Regions from separate parts of the Zea mays genome. Here region 1 is linked to region 2. A link is a contact called in public Hi-C data. All regions are on one chromosome and are shown on one strand. The core of a region is the stretch at or near the end of the contact, and the rest is flanking DNA. Distances in the headings are between cores, read along the strand shown. Region 1 holds the start of LOC103653190 (cytochrome b561 and DOMON domain-containing protein At5g47530). Region 2 holds the start of LOC103653181 (oligopeptide transporter-like protein).

Region 1 (6,448 bases), core at 3,738-6,237, 750 kb after region 2:
GAGTAGACGAGCTGATAAGGAGGCAAGAGTTTGGAAAAATAATCGAATCTAACAAAAAGGTTCGCTCTTTGCTTCGAGAGCTCCGTTCTGTTCCGGACACCGTCGTCAACGCGAACAACATTACATTGGAAAATCACCAAGAAGATGTCATCCTCCGGATAACTAATAACTGTGAAACCAGCAAGGCCGCTTTTGAAATCCTGTGTGAAGGCCAGACAGTCAGAAAGCAGGGCGGAACCCAATCTGAGGAGCTGCTCCCAAGGGCGTCCTTTGGCTTCCCACTTTGGCTTGAGGTAAGTCAGTGAGTTACTCTCTCTCTCTCTCTCTCTCTCTCTCTCTCTCTCTCTCTCTCTCTCTCTCTCTCTCTCTCTCTCTCTCTCTTCTGTATTTCTACTGTTGTACCATCCTCCTTTACTGTGCTCGTCTATCTTGCCTTTACGGACAACCGATTCTCGCCCTGCGATGTCTCAAACAGGTCCAACCATCGATGGGTCTCATCGGCCCAGGAGAAACAGCGGAAGTCGTCGTGCGCCACGACGACTTCCTGACGCAGGAAGAGTACGTCGACGGAGCACAGCGGAACCGGTGGCGCGAGGCCACCCGAGACCTGGAGGTCGTGCTCTCGGTGACAGTCACGGGCAGCTCCAGCTCCTCGGCCGAGGCCGTCGCGCACAGGGTCACCGTCCGGCACTGCTGCCCGGCGCCTCCGGCTCCCCTGCCCGCCAACCGGCGCTCTGCCGCTGCCTCGCCTCGTGACGACGTTGCCGCGTCGGATAACCAGTCGAACCACCTGCACCGTTCCGATCTCGCCAGCTTCGGTAGCTCGGAGGTGCGTGACCTGTGCGGGGGCTTGTGAAAGCGAGTTTCGCTGCCTTTGCTTCATCGTCCTGCATTCCTGCTCCTTACATGTGCGTCGTCCTGCCGTTCTTTGCGTGTCGAATCAAAAAGCGAGAGAGAAAGAAAGAGAGAGGAAAAAAAAGGAAGAAAGAAGAGAGTGCAATTGTTGTAATTACCTGTAGTAGGTAAAATTTTCAAGCTAACCTTTTTTTTTTGACCTTCTTAAGTTAAGTAGTAGATGTGGCATTGAAATTGTGTTGGTGCAAAGTGGAGTGAGTGTATGGTTGTATGTATAGTAATGGAGGTTGTATGCTTGTATAGTCTATTGATTGGACGATGCTTTGCTCCTACTGCAATACAGCGCAACGAGAACTGCAGCTGCTCGCCTGCTCCTACAGCAACGCCACACCGCTTCTTTTTTTTTAAAAAAAAAACAGAGAGATAGAGAGAGGTCCGGAGATCGCGTTCATGGTGAGTTTGCTGGCTCCCCCTTTGACTCTGGAGACTGAAACCCTCCCATGCTTCCAGCCTTCCACCCACCAACAGAAGGTGACCGGCCGCACGAATGCTAGATTGCTAGTGCGGTTGAGGTGGACAGAAGCAGAGCCAGAGCCAGCCAAGTGCAGGCAGCGAAACAGAGACTTTCCAACTCCCCACTGATGAATGATGATGGGTCGTCATGCTCTCACGCACGCACCCAGAACAAAAGATTCAGCGATAAGCAGTATTGACAAGCAATGAAGCAGCGTAGGTTCGAAGCTTGGACATAACCCATATTCAAACTACACTTTATAAATAATGTAATATAAAATATAAAATAGTGTAAAACAATATTTTGGGTGACTGAACTGCTGAGAGATGGATATAGAATAGGACTAGGAGATACTGATGCGCAGTTAGGTTTCTGGTACACTGAACTGAACAGTGCAGGGCTCCATCCCAAGCCCCGCGACAATTTTATCATTTGGTGTGAGCCGGTCGGTAGTAGCTGGGGTTTGGCCAGGCGTTTAGGTTGCGTATCCACCGCCGGCGAAAAGCTTTGGAATTTTGGGGAAGCTTCGAGCTGGCAGGACGGGAGATCACAAGGATCGTCAAGTGTCGCAGCAAGCTAGCAGAAATGAACCGCATGTTGTGGTTAGAGTTTTTGCTGGTGTTCTTATCTCTCTATATATCTTGTACCGTGTCTCTCGTGCGCCGCCTCCTCTTTCCACCACCAGAGGAAAAAAGTGGCGCTCTACATCCAGCGCCACAAGCTTTTTTTTTTCTCCAGTTCCCACTGTCGAAGCGAACCAAGCCAAGTGAGCCACACGCTATACTCCTCTCGGATCACTCTCATGTGTGGATGGATTCGCGTGGACGCATGAGCCGAACGCCTTGGCAAAGGTGGACTGGTGGGTCGCGCGGCGACGTCGACACTTGGCGTTGTGTTGTGTGGGGCTTCCACTACGTGTACCGTCCCGTTCCCATCCCAGCTTCACCAACCAACCAGCTACAGCTACTGACCGAGCACACCTCACCAGCCTTTTTTTTCTCCTCTTTGCGAGATGGAGCAGCAGCCAAAATAGCATGATCCCAGAACGCAAGTGCATGATCAGATCAGCATTCACGAACGAACAGAAACAAAAAGGCAACAGCCAAAGACCAATGCCGCCGGCCGGTATCACACTCACTCATCTCCAGTATACGAACGTGCAGTATACACACACACACAGAGACACCTACCATACAATGAAGATACACACACTAGCTAGCTAACCCAACCCATCGTAAGGCCTACTACTCTGAAGATCAGATCAGATCAGATAGATATATAGTGAGACGCCCCCGACGACGACGACGATGAGGTATATATATATATATTACATAGACAGCGGCAAGCGGCCGGCGTTGGAGGTCTTTTCCTCCTGCTTCCGGCGCCGCAGCACGACGCCCCACGTGACGGCCTCCAGCGCCACGGCGACGGCGGCCAGCACGGAGACGGCGGCGACGTAGCCCGTCCTCCACCTCCGCTCCACGTCCAGGATGGCCATGCCCTTGAAGACGTTGACGACGCCCAGCACGATCACCGTGTACCCCACCGAGTGGTGGTACGCGTTCCAGTACACCCGGTACTTGTGCTCCTTCTTCGGCCTCAAGAACAGCGCAAAGACCTACTAGCAGCCAAAAGCAAAGCAGAGCAGAGCAAAGCCAAAGCCATGAGAAGGAAGGATGGGTCATGGGTGTGTGCTGCGCCTGCGCTGCGCTGTGAAGTGTGGAGTCAGTTACCTGCAGAGTGCCGAGGGCGAAGACCGTGATCCCGATGTTCCGGTGGAGCGAGTAGGTGATCCCCTTGGACAGGTTCCCGAGGTGGATGCCGGTGGCCCAGCCGGACACCCCGACGCCGTACCCGGCCAGCTGGCACGCCACGTGGAGGTAGAACCAGGCCGGGTCGGCGGACCTGAACGTCTTGAGGTACCGAGCGAAGGTGGCGCCCATGGGCAGCAGGAGGCCCCAGCTCACGGCGTTCAGGATCCCGTGCGTCTGCGTGCCGGATCAGAACGGTTTCAGTTAATCAGTTCGATCTACTACTGGACAGTATAGTAATAGCAGTGCGTCGAAATCCGTAGTGTACGTACGTACGGGTGAGGAAGACAGGAGCCTGATGTACTGTCAGTCTGTCACACGGTCAGCAAACGCTGCCTGCCGTACGGACTAGGACTAAGGGGGTGTTTGGTTGCCCCTGCTAAAGTTTAGCCCGGGTCACATCAAGCGTTTGACTTTCAAATAAGAGTATGAAATATAGACCCAACCAACTGGACTAGATTCGTCTCGTCTTTTAATCTTCGGCTGAGAAATTAGTTTTATAATCCGACTACATTTAATACCCGAAACGGAGGTTCAAACATTCGATGTGACGGGGGCTAAATTTTAGTTTGGGGTAACCAAACACCCCCTAATACGGTTTTGATTTCAGTCGGGGACTATCGTAGAACAACATGACTTCACGCATTTTCCAATCCTGGAAATTTTAAATCGGTCCCTACATCGACATGCGACAAACTTAAATTTGTGTGGCTTGTTTTTTTTCAGATAAAGGAATTATCTCTTTTTTTTCAGTTGCAGTAACGCTTCATGTGAAGGTGCCTCATGTGAATACAGTAACGCTTCATGTGGATACAGAAGAGCTCCTTTGCTAAAAAGGTTATTCTTTTTTTATTATTAAAAAAAGGTGAAAATTGGGTCAGGGATCGAACACTAGTAGAGCTGTGCTGTGAATGGGATCAAATTGTCTCTAAAATTTTGCACCGGGGCGTGATAAGCAAAGAAACGAACGGATGGTTTAGCACGAACAGACAAAAGGGGGGGAACGGAGCCGGAGCGACTCACATTTTTCTTCCTGAGGATACTGCCCCCACCGCTGGCGGCGGCGGTGGCGCCGGTGAGGAGGTTCAGCGTGCCCTTGGCGTTCATGTTGTCGCCTTTCATTTCGTGTATCTGGATCCCGCCGGAGTAGGGCCCCACCTGCCACACCTGGTTGACCTCGGCGCCGCCCGTGCCGTTCGGGAGCTTGAGCGTGCCGAAGATCCGGACGCGGCCGTCGCCGCCGAGCTCGGCGGCGAGGTCGGACGTCGGGTAGGCGAGGGGGGCCCCCGGGGAGCCGAGCGAGGTGCCGGAGATGCTGTAGGTCTGCACCTCGTACGCGCCGCCGCCGCCGCCGCCGCCGCTGGGGACGGCCACCAGCGCCTGCGTGCCGTCCATGCTCTGGCCCTTGGGGTTCAGGCCCCAGGCGACCCACCCGCCGGCGGACGGCGGGGCCGCCAGGAACGCCACCGACAGGGACGACGCCGCGGCGTCGTAGGACCAGTGCAGCGACGCGCCGAGGCGGGGCAGGTCGGCGCACGTCTGGAACACGCGGTTGCTGGACAATTTCTCCGCCGCGCAGGCACCGGCGCCGGCGCCCGCCGCGCGCGCGGGCGCGTACGCCGCCGCCACCGTGGCGGCGAGGACGGCCAGGAGGAGCCGCGGGAAGGACATGGCCGCGGCCGCGCGCGGGGGCAGTCTTGCGGGTGGGGCAGGAACTGTAGCCTCCGAGCCCAAGGAGGGGAAACGAGAAACTCAGGAAAAAGAGAAGGGTTGCGGATTTTTGGGTCCGTAGTTGGAGCTCAGATTCTGCAGTGGGCAGTGGGCGCGGTTAATAAGGAGGAGGACACGAGGCCGGAGAGGACGGTGGACAGGTGGATGCCTGCGATTGGTCACCGCGCCCGTTTACATGAATCCATTCATGGAACGGAGAAGTATTTTGTGCTACACAACACAAATCTTCCGTGCGTAAGTTAATGATGCTGACGATCTTTCAGTTACTGAGAGGGGAAAAGTGAAGTCAAAAAAATGTCAGTATGTATTACTTATATTTATTTGTGCTCCACTCTCCCAGTCTGCAAAAATGAGCGCGGGGCACAACTGTTTATTTTCAATATAGAATAAATATTATAAATATTGTGAATATAGAAACCGTACGAATACTTCATACGCACAAAAACTGATTAGTCACATTCGAAATGACTATATGAGCACGAATGCTTTTTTTTACAAAGAGACAAAGCCCTCTATTTTATTATAAAATACTCCCTCCATTCATAAATATATGGCATCGTTAACTTTTAAAAAAACTTTGACAACTTGTCTTATTCAAAAAAAATGAGTTGTCATTTTTTATGATTTGTTTTTATGGTAGTTTGTGGTTGACTTAAAATTTTACATTTTTGAATAAGACAAGACAACGGTATCATAAATTTGTGAATGGTGGTAGTAGGATCCAAAGTTCATCAAGTGATACAAATGATCCATCATGACCGGCACATTGGCCTAGCCCATCTAGATGGAGCACTTTCAGGAAAAAGGATAAGCAGACCACAACAGGAACCACAAACGCAGATACAAACATATTATTAAGCTTCCCCTCGTGAGGCGATACAAGGGACATCTCAAACTATTGCAAACATCAACTAGCAACTCCAGAACAAAGGCTTTGTCATACAAAGCTCCCAGCAGTTCGTCTATCCAACGGCTCCCATCTAAAAGCACGCTTCAAAGCTTCATCTGTCGTCCTTCTGATGCACCATCTTTCTTTTATTTTGGAGGGAGAAGCTTTCAACTTAGGTTCTGTTAGCAGGCAACCTAATTTTTATTTTTTTTAGCTAGGAGAAATCAGCTTCTTAGTTTTTAAGAAACTGAGAATTGAATTCCTATAAATTGAGGTATAAGGCTGGGCACAGTCGCGAGCTGTAAAAGATACGCTATACACATGCAGTCACACATGCAGTAAGAAAAGGGTGCAACAGCGGACGCTATCACCTGCGCTATTTTGCAGTCACACATCCAGAACTCTGCAGGTAGAGCTGTACGGGCATCAACGCTATAGCAATAAAATAAACCGGACGGAGGTAGAGCTGTACGGGCATCAACTCTGCAGGTAGAGCTACAGGCAGAGAGCAGCAGCATGGGTACGGTGTGTTGGTATAGAGTTGAGATATAGAGTAAACATGACTGTAGAAGATTGTGGTATAGAGTAGATAATCTTGCTGACGGGGATAGAATATTCCTTTTAGAGTAGAAATTTAGAGTAGTATGA
Region 2 (6,259 bases), core at 1,823-4,322:
TTAGTCAAATACCCCCTCTGTCCGATTTAAAATTCGTTTTACTATTATATTCATACAATAATTAATTAATATATATGTTTTGTATATATGTCTAAATTTATCATTATTTATTTGAATATAAACATGAAACATAAGTTTATCATCTTTACGACTAGTGATGATGATCCATGCGGTTGACTTGACAAAGACTGTCGGCTCAAAAATCCCTCCAACCAAAACGAAACGGCGGCTCCTGCGACACCTCGCCGCAGGTCGTCCGGGGAGACGAGACGGCGTAGGATCCGGGATTTATTAACGCGAAGGTCGGTGCCTCGGTGGCCGTGATTTGGGTTCGCTTTCCCTCCCCGTTCCGTCGCGCACACACCTCCCAAAGCCACGGCGCAGACAAGTCCGTCTGCTCCGTGAACCGTCCAGTACGTGGCAGCTCGTGGATGCTAGCTTTTTTTTCTTCCTCCTAGTAGTACAATTTATATTTCTAGACTATCTGTTCTATTTTAACATCTGTTATTGTACAAACCAAGCAACCTTTCATTGCAAACAAGTCAACCATGGACTGTGCCACCAGACCTACCCACTGGCCACTGCTATGCTACGGCTGCCTTGTGAGTAGGAGTGGTAATGGATCGTGATCCAAATAGTTCTTCGTAAAATGTCAAAGCCTTAAATAAATTATAGTTCAAAAATGACTATAAATAGAGTCTGATCCTAACCCGCTTCGATACTTAAATCTTATAGTGCAAAATTTATAGCCCATTGTCAGCCCTACTTGTGAGAAAAGATCTTTTTTTTTTCTTCTCGTGCTGTATGCTTGGATTTGTCGCTGCCTTCTCCACGAACCCTGCCGCTGTCGATAATGTCATGCTTAGATTAGGGTTGTCTTCGATGGGATTAGGCCGGCGGCGTAGGACTCATCATCACCCACCGTTTGTCTGCTCCCGCGAGTCACCAGCAGCAGGTGCAGAGGCAAGAGGAGCAACGCAAACACAACATCGCCAGCATCTCCTGAACATTATTTTCGGCATGCATGCATGACCCATCCCATTCCTCCTCGCTTTCTTCTTTTCGGCATCCATGATCCATCCCATGCTGGCATGCTGCCACTGGCTTTGCGCGAAGCCCTGAAACCTGAATCCTGGTGCTGCTGGTTTGTTCAGACAGAGAAATGTTTCATGCGACATTCAGATTCAGGCCGGCACGATGGCAAGCACAAGCAATGGAATTCCTTCTTATATATATAATATGCATCTTGATGACCATATAGCAGTAATGGATGTAACAGCAGTGGCAGCATCACCAGCAACAGCACCTCTTCTGGCGCCTAGAGGAGGAAGGAGACAGACCAGAGGTGCTCTGGCTCTAATCGTGGCTGCTGTCTGTCGCTGCCTACTCGTACTCCGCGCTGTGGAGGTCCGTCATGGAGAAGGACCTCGGGGACCGAAACGACCCGGCCCTCGCCATCTGGCCGGCGGTGGCGTGCGCGCTCAGCCGCGGGGACGGGAACGTGGGCGGCCTCCTGCCCCTGAGCCCGCCGCGCCCGTGCTGGCCCTCGTCCTCGTCCTCGTCGTCCGCGCCCTCCTCGTCGTCCTCCTCCACCACCGCGTGGTCCGGGGCCAGCAGCGGCGGCAGGTACGCGGTGGCCAGCGCGCTGCACGACGCCCGCCGCCGCGACCACGCCCGCAGCACGCGCCGCCGCTTGTTGAACGGGTTCTCCGGCTTCGCGATCTCCTTGGCGGCCGCCGTCGCAGCCGCCTCCGCCAGGCTCGTGAACGACTTGGACTTGCCCGCGTAGAAGTTGGACAGGCCCCGCCTACGAATTCGTTCCTCGGTTAGTTCGGTGTTCAAGGATTATATATTATTACTATTCTCATTATAGGGCAAGAAAGAGAGGATCAGCAGGGAAATGCATTGCTGCTGTCAAAACCACGACTGCTGCTAAGGATGGGAAGAAAAAACACTTCTCTTCTTTTCTATGTACACATCTCTTGTCATTGCTAGCTACTCTACTCGGATCTAAACCAGCCTCTTACAATTTCGCTACAAGAACATTATTTTTCGCAGCAAAAAAATCGGATTTTTATCCATAAAACATGTTGTCTCCAGCAGCGGTCGGTTTTGCAGGAGCAATTTCTAGCGGCATAGTAGAAGAAACAACACCAAGCAGTAGCAGCAGTTACTAATACTAGCGGTAGATCAGATCAGGAAGAGAAAGGGGATTAGCAGAGAAGCAAGCAGCTTACTTGGTGGGCAGGGCATCGTCCAAGGACTGGAGCGTGGCCAGCCCCATCATGCCGAGCCCCTGCGCCTTGCCTTCCACCTCCTCCTCCTCCCCGTCGCTGCCCTCCTTGTCGGACGCGGAGTTCTCGCCGATGGAGGAGCTGTCGGACGACGCCGCGCCGATCGACGAGGCCTCCGACAGCGCCTCTTCCTCCCTCCCCGCCGCCGCCGCCTCACCGCCACGCTCTTCCTCTTCCTTCTCACGTTCTTGGACCAAGTACCCGTTGGCGTCCCTCATCCTGTCCGCGTCCTCCGGATCCGGCTTCCCGCTCCCCGACTGCCGGAAGCCGCCGTGCGCCGGCCGCGCCACCGCCGTGGACATGCCCGCGACCAACCAACCTACCTACCTACCTAACAACCGAACCTACCAACCGACCGATCAGCGAATCCGGCCCGGCAGAGCCTCCGCCGCGGCGCACCTCGGGCCCCGGCGCCCGGATCGACCGGCCGGCGCGCAGGAGGAGAGCCGCGGAGCGATTGAGCGAAGGCGAGAAATCCCGGCGCGCGCGAGCGAGATGGGTGGGTGGGTCAGTGGGTGGGTGGGCGGAGAGGCAGGGAGGGGGAGGAGACGGGCGGGGAAGGGAAAGGGGCGAGGGGGACAGGATAAGGAGCTGGACCCTGCCACGCAGTGGAATTGTATTGTATAGTCGGACGGAGAGAGAGAGAGAAGGAGACGACCGACCGGCGGCGAGCGAGGTGTGCAGTGCAGTGCACCTGGTGGGGGTGGATGAGGTAGCCGGTCTCGTCTCTGTCGCTCGCTGCCGCGTGGGCCCGCCGGTCCCGCGAGCCGCGCTACGTAGGCTCGGATCAGGGAGAGAGCAAACCCCCACCGTCAGTATCTTTTCCCCGTACGGTATACGCACACGGTACCTGCGCCACATGCTCGGCCACACGCAGGTAAGGTTGGACCAGCACACTCGGGCGCACGACATCGACACGTCACTTTACTTAGGCATACGATGTACGTACAGCACAGCACAGCACAGCGCAGGCTGGACCACACGCTCCGTACGTACGTATGTGCAGTGTACGCGCGTGCGTGACGTGGCTGGTGCTCCTCTGTCTATTTTGTTTGTCAGGCGTTACGACAGAGCCGGGGAAGAGGATTAGCGCGAGCTGGAGCGATCGCTCTCAGGATTTTCTCGTGGGGTTCGGTGGAAGACGATATGGACGGCGCGTGAACGAGCGAGGTGTTCCGCGCCAGGTTCGGTTAACGCGCTGTCAGGAGGAGGAGGAGGTAAAAAACAATGGTGTCTGTCTGTCGATGCAGGGCTCGGTTGATGGAGAAGTACTTCTCGCACACCGTCCGGGGATTTGAGAAGATCCCGCCGCGTGTGTAGGGCCCACTAGCCCAGTAAGGGCTTGTTCGTTTTGGAGTGGACTGAGGGGATCCACTCCAAAACGAACAAGCCCTAAAAGGACCACGAAAAGATCAGTTTCGGATAGTCCCAAGGCACGAGTCTAAAGTGGGTTGGGCGAAAGAGGAAGCCACTCGAGTGGATTCTGCTCCTGACCCGTCGTAAGTGACTAGTCACGTTTACTGTGTCGGACACCGATTTACAAGTCGATCCACCTTTCACTTATGACCTACGAGTCCTAGTGTTCCGGTCCACTCAACCTATCAACCCTAGGATTGAGCGCACTGGCCATCTGTAGGGCCTGCAACACGACGAGCCGCGTCGAGACCCAGGCTACGGAGGCCAGAGATCGACGTGTGTCGGTGTTTCGAATCTCGTTCCGACAAATAAATTTATTCTGCGCGTTTCGGGAGGGTGTGCGTGGTAGGCACAAGATTTATACTAGTTCGGGCAGAACCTCCCTACTTCCAGTCACCGGTGGCTTGCACTACCGAGCTCATTAATGATCAAAACCCGTAGTAGGGGTTACAAGCGGGCGAGAGATGGAGGAGACGCTCCCAAGTCTCTTTTTTTGGGTGGAAGTGGAGCTTAGAAGCTACAAGGTGGAGTCCTAGTTAAGTCTTGGCTCGGCGGCAGGGCTCCGACATTCTGGCCCTCGTCGACACTCCTCCTGTTCGTCCTTGTGGGTGCTTCGTCTGAAGGCGTCCAGAGTCGCCCGGTTGTCTTATGAAGCGTCCAAAAGAACTCTCCCAACCCCTCCCTTTTATAGGCCAGAAGAGAGGTCGACCAGCGGTGTCTTCCTTGGGATGGAGCTGTAAGGCAAGGGTAAAACTAGCGTTCTACCTAGGGTGAAGCCATGCGTACTCATGGAGCCTGGGGCTGCCTAGCTGTCTCGTATTTACCGCGGAGGATGGCTTGGGGCTGCGATGGTCCCAAGCGCCATCATTTTGACTATGCCCACCCTGGCCTTCGTAGCCTAGGGTTCGACGCGGTCTGTCGTCTAGTGCCTAGCTAAAGGTCCGCACACTCAGACCTAGTCCGATAGGCCATGAGTGCGCCGTAGGCCGAGGGGCACGCGGGATATTTGAAAGTTGCCTAGATGGGGTGGATAGTGAAAGGGAAATGTGCCCTTGGCCCATTTCTAAGTATTTTGGTGATTAAGTGTCAACACAAGTGCTTAGATGTGAACCAATGCCCATGAATGAACAAAGTGCAAATCTACAACAAAGGTATGTTTCTAAGTCTTAGTACATTGGTTTTGTGTACTAATATATTTGTCTAAGTGTTAGAAACAGATAGAAGAAGATAAGAGAAGACTTGGCTGTGTACAGCCAAGGGGCTGTTTCGGTCTGGGGCACCGGACTGTCCGGTGGTGCACCGGACAGTGTCCGGTGCGCCAGGCTCCCTCGGCCGAAGAGCTCGCTCTCGGGAATTTGCTGACGGCGTACGGCTAAAATTCACCGGACGGTCCGGTGTGCACCGGACTGTCCGGTGAGCCAACGGTCGGCCGGGCCAACGGTTGGCCGCGCGATCGGCGCGCCACACGTGGCCGAGCCAACGGTCGGAAAGATACACCGGACTGTCCGGTGAGCCAACGGTCGGCCGGGCCAACGGTTGGCCGCGCGATCGGCGCGCGACACGTGGCCGAGCCAACGGTCGGAAAGATACACCGGACTGTCCGGTGTGCACCGGACATGTCCGGTGCGCCAACTGTGCGCAGATCTGCATCAGAAAGCAACGGTCGGATGAGCTTTTTATGGAAAGGAATCGGGCACCGGACAGTGTCCGGTGTGCACCGGACTGTCCGGTGCGCCCGACGACAGAAGGCAAGGATAGCCTTCCAGATGTGTTCTCAACGGCTCCTAGCTGCCTTGGGGCTATAAAAGGGACCCCTAGGCGCATGGAGGAGGACACCAAGCATTCCTTGAGCACTCTTGATCACTCACACATCAATCTTGCACACTTGTTCGATATTCTAGTGATTTGAGCTCCGTTCTAGTGTGCTAGTCTTTTGAGCTCAAGTCTGGGTCTTGTGTGTGCGTATTCGTTGTGATCTTTGTGTTGTGTGTGAGTTGCTAATCCCTCCCTTGCTCCGTGATTCTCTGTGAACATCTTTTGTAAGGGCGAGAGGCTCCAAGTTGTGGAGATTCCTCGCAAACGGGATTGAGAAAAGAAAAGCAAGAACACCGTGGTATTCAAGTTGATCATTGGATCACTTGAGAGGAGTTGAGTGCAACTCTCGTCCGTTGGGACGCCACAACGTGGAGTAGGCAAGTTTTTGTACTTGGCCGAACCACGGGATAACCACCGTGTCATCTCTGTGATTGATTTCTTGTGGTTATTGTGTTTTGACTCCTCTCTAGCCACTTGGCCATACTTGTGCTAACCCTTAACAAGTTTTTGTGGCTTAAGTTTTGAAGTTTTACAGGATCACCTATTCACCCCCCCTCTAGGTGCTCTCAATTGGTATCAAAGCCGTTCTCTTCAAGAAAGGGACTAGCCGCCCGAAGAGATGGATCCTAAGGGGAAGGGAATCGTGATCAACGATAAGGAGAAGGAGTCCTTCGTCAATGAGCTCAAAGATGACAAGCCTACCGACTCCGGCTCGGGTCATAGACGAAAGGAAG

What was found. A called contact is a pair of places that touch in the nucleus more often than the background predicts.
Region 1: a Hi-C map of bundle sheath shows a contact between it and region 2, with 2.2 times the contacts expected there. The contact joins the promoter of LOC103653190 here to the promoter of LOC103653181 in region 2. A contact is called at or near these places in 3 of 25 Hi-C or Micro-C datasets (bundle sheath, endosperm and leaf mesophyll).

What each region holds. Positions count from the first base shown.
Region 1 is chr4:44,960,668-44,967,115 of Zm-B73-REFERENCE-NAM-5.0, forward strand. It overlaps LOC103653190 (cytochrome b561 and DOMON domain-containing protein At5g47530), which reads right to left and starts at 4,988. Exons shown (of 3, transcript XM_008680150.4): 1 at 4,204-4,988; 2 at 3,103-3,357; 3 at 2,413-2,987. The coding sequence starts at 4,851. The coding sequence ends at 2,697. LOC103653189 (type I inositol polyphosphate 5-phosphatase 12) reads left to right here. Exons shown (of 11, transcript XM_008680148.3): 10 at 1-293; 11 at 476-1,214. The coding sequence ends at 856.
Region 2 is chr4:44,214,601-44,220,859 of Zm-B73-REFERENCE-NAM-5.0, forward strand. LOC103653181 (oligopeptide transporter-like protein) reads right to left here and starts at 3,073. Exons shown (of 2, transcript XM_008680143.4): 1 at 2,238-3,073; 2 at 1,184-1,807. The coding sequence starts at 2,596. The coding sequence ends at 1,384.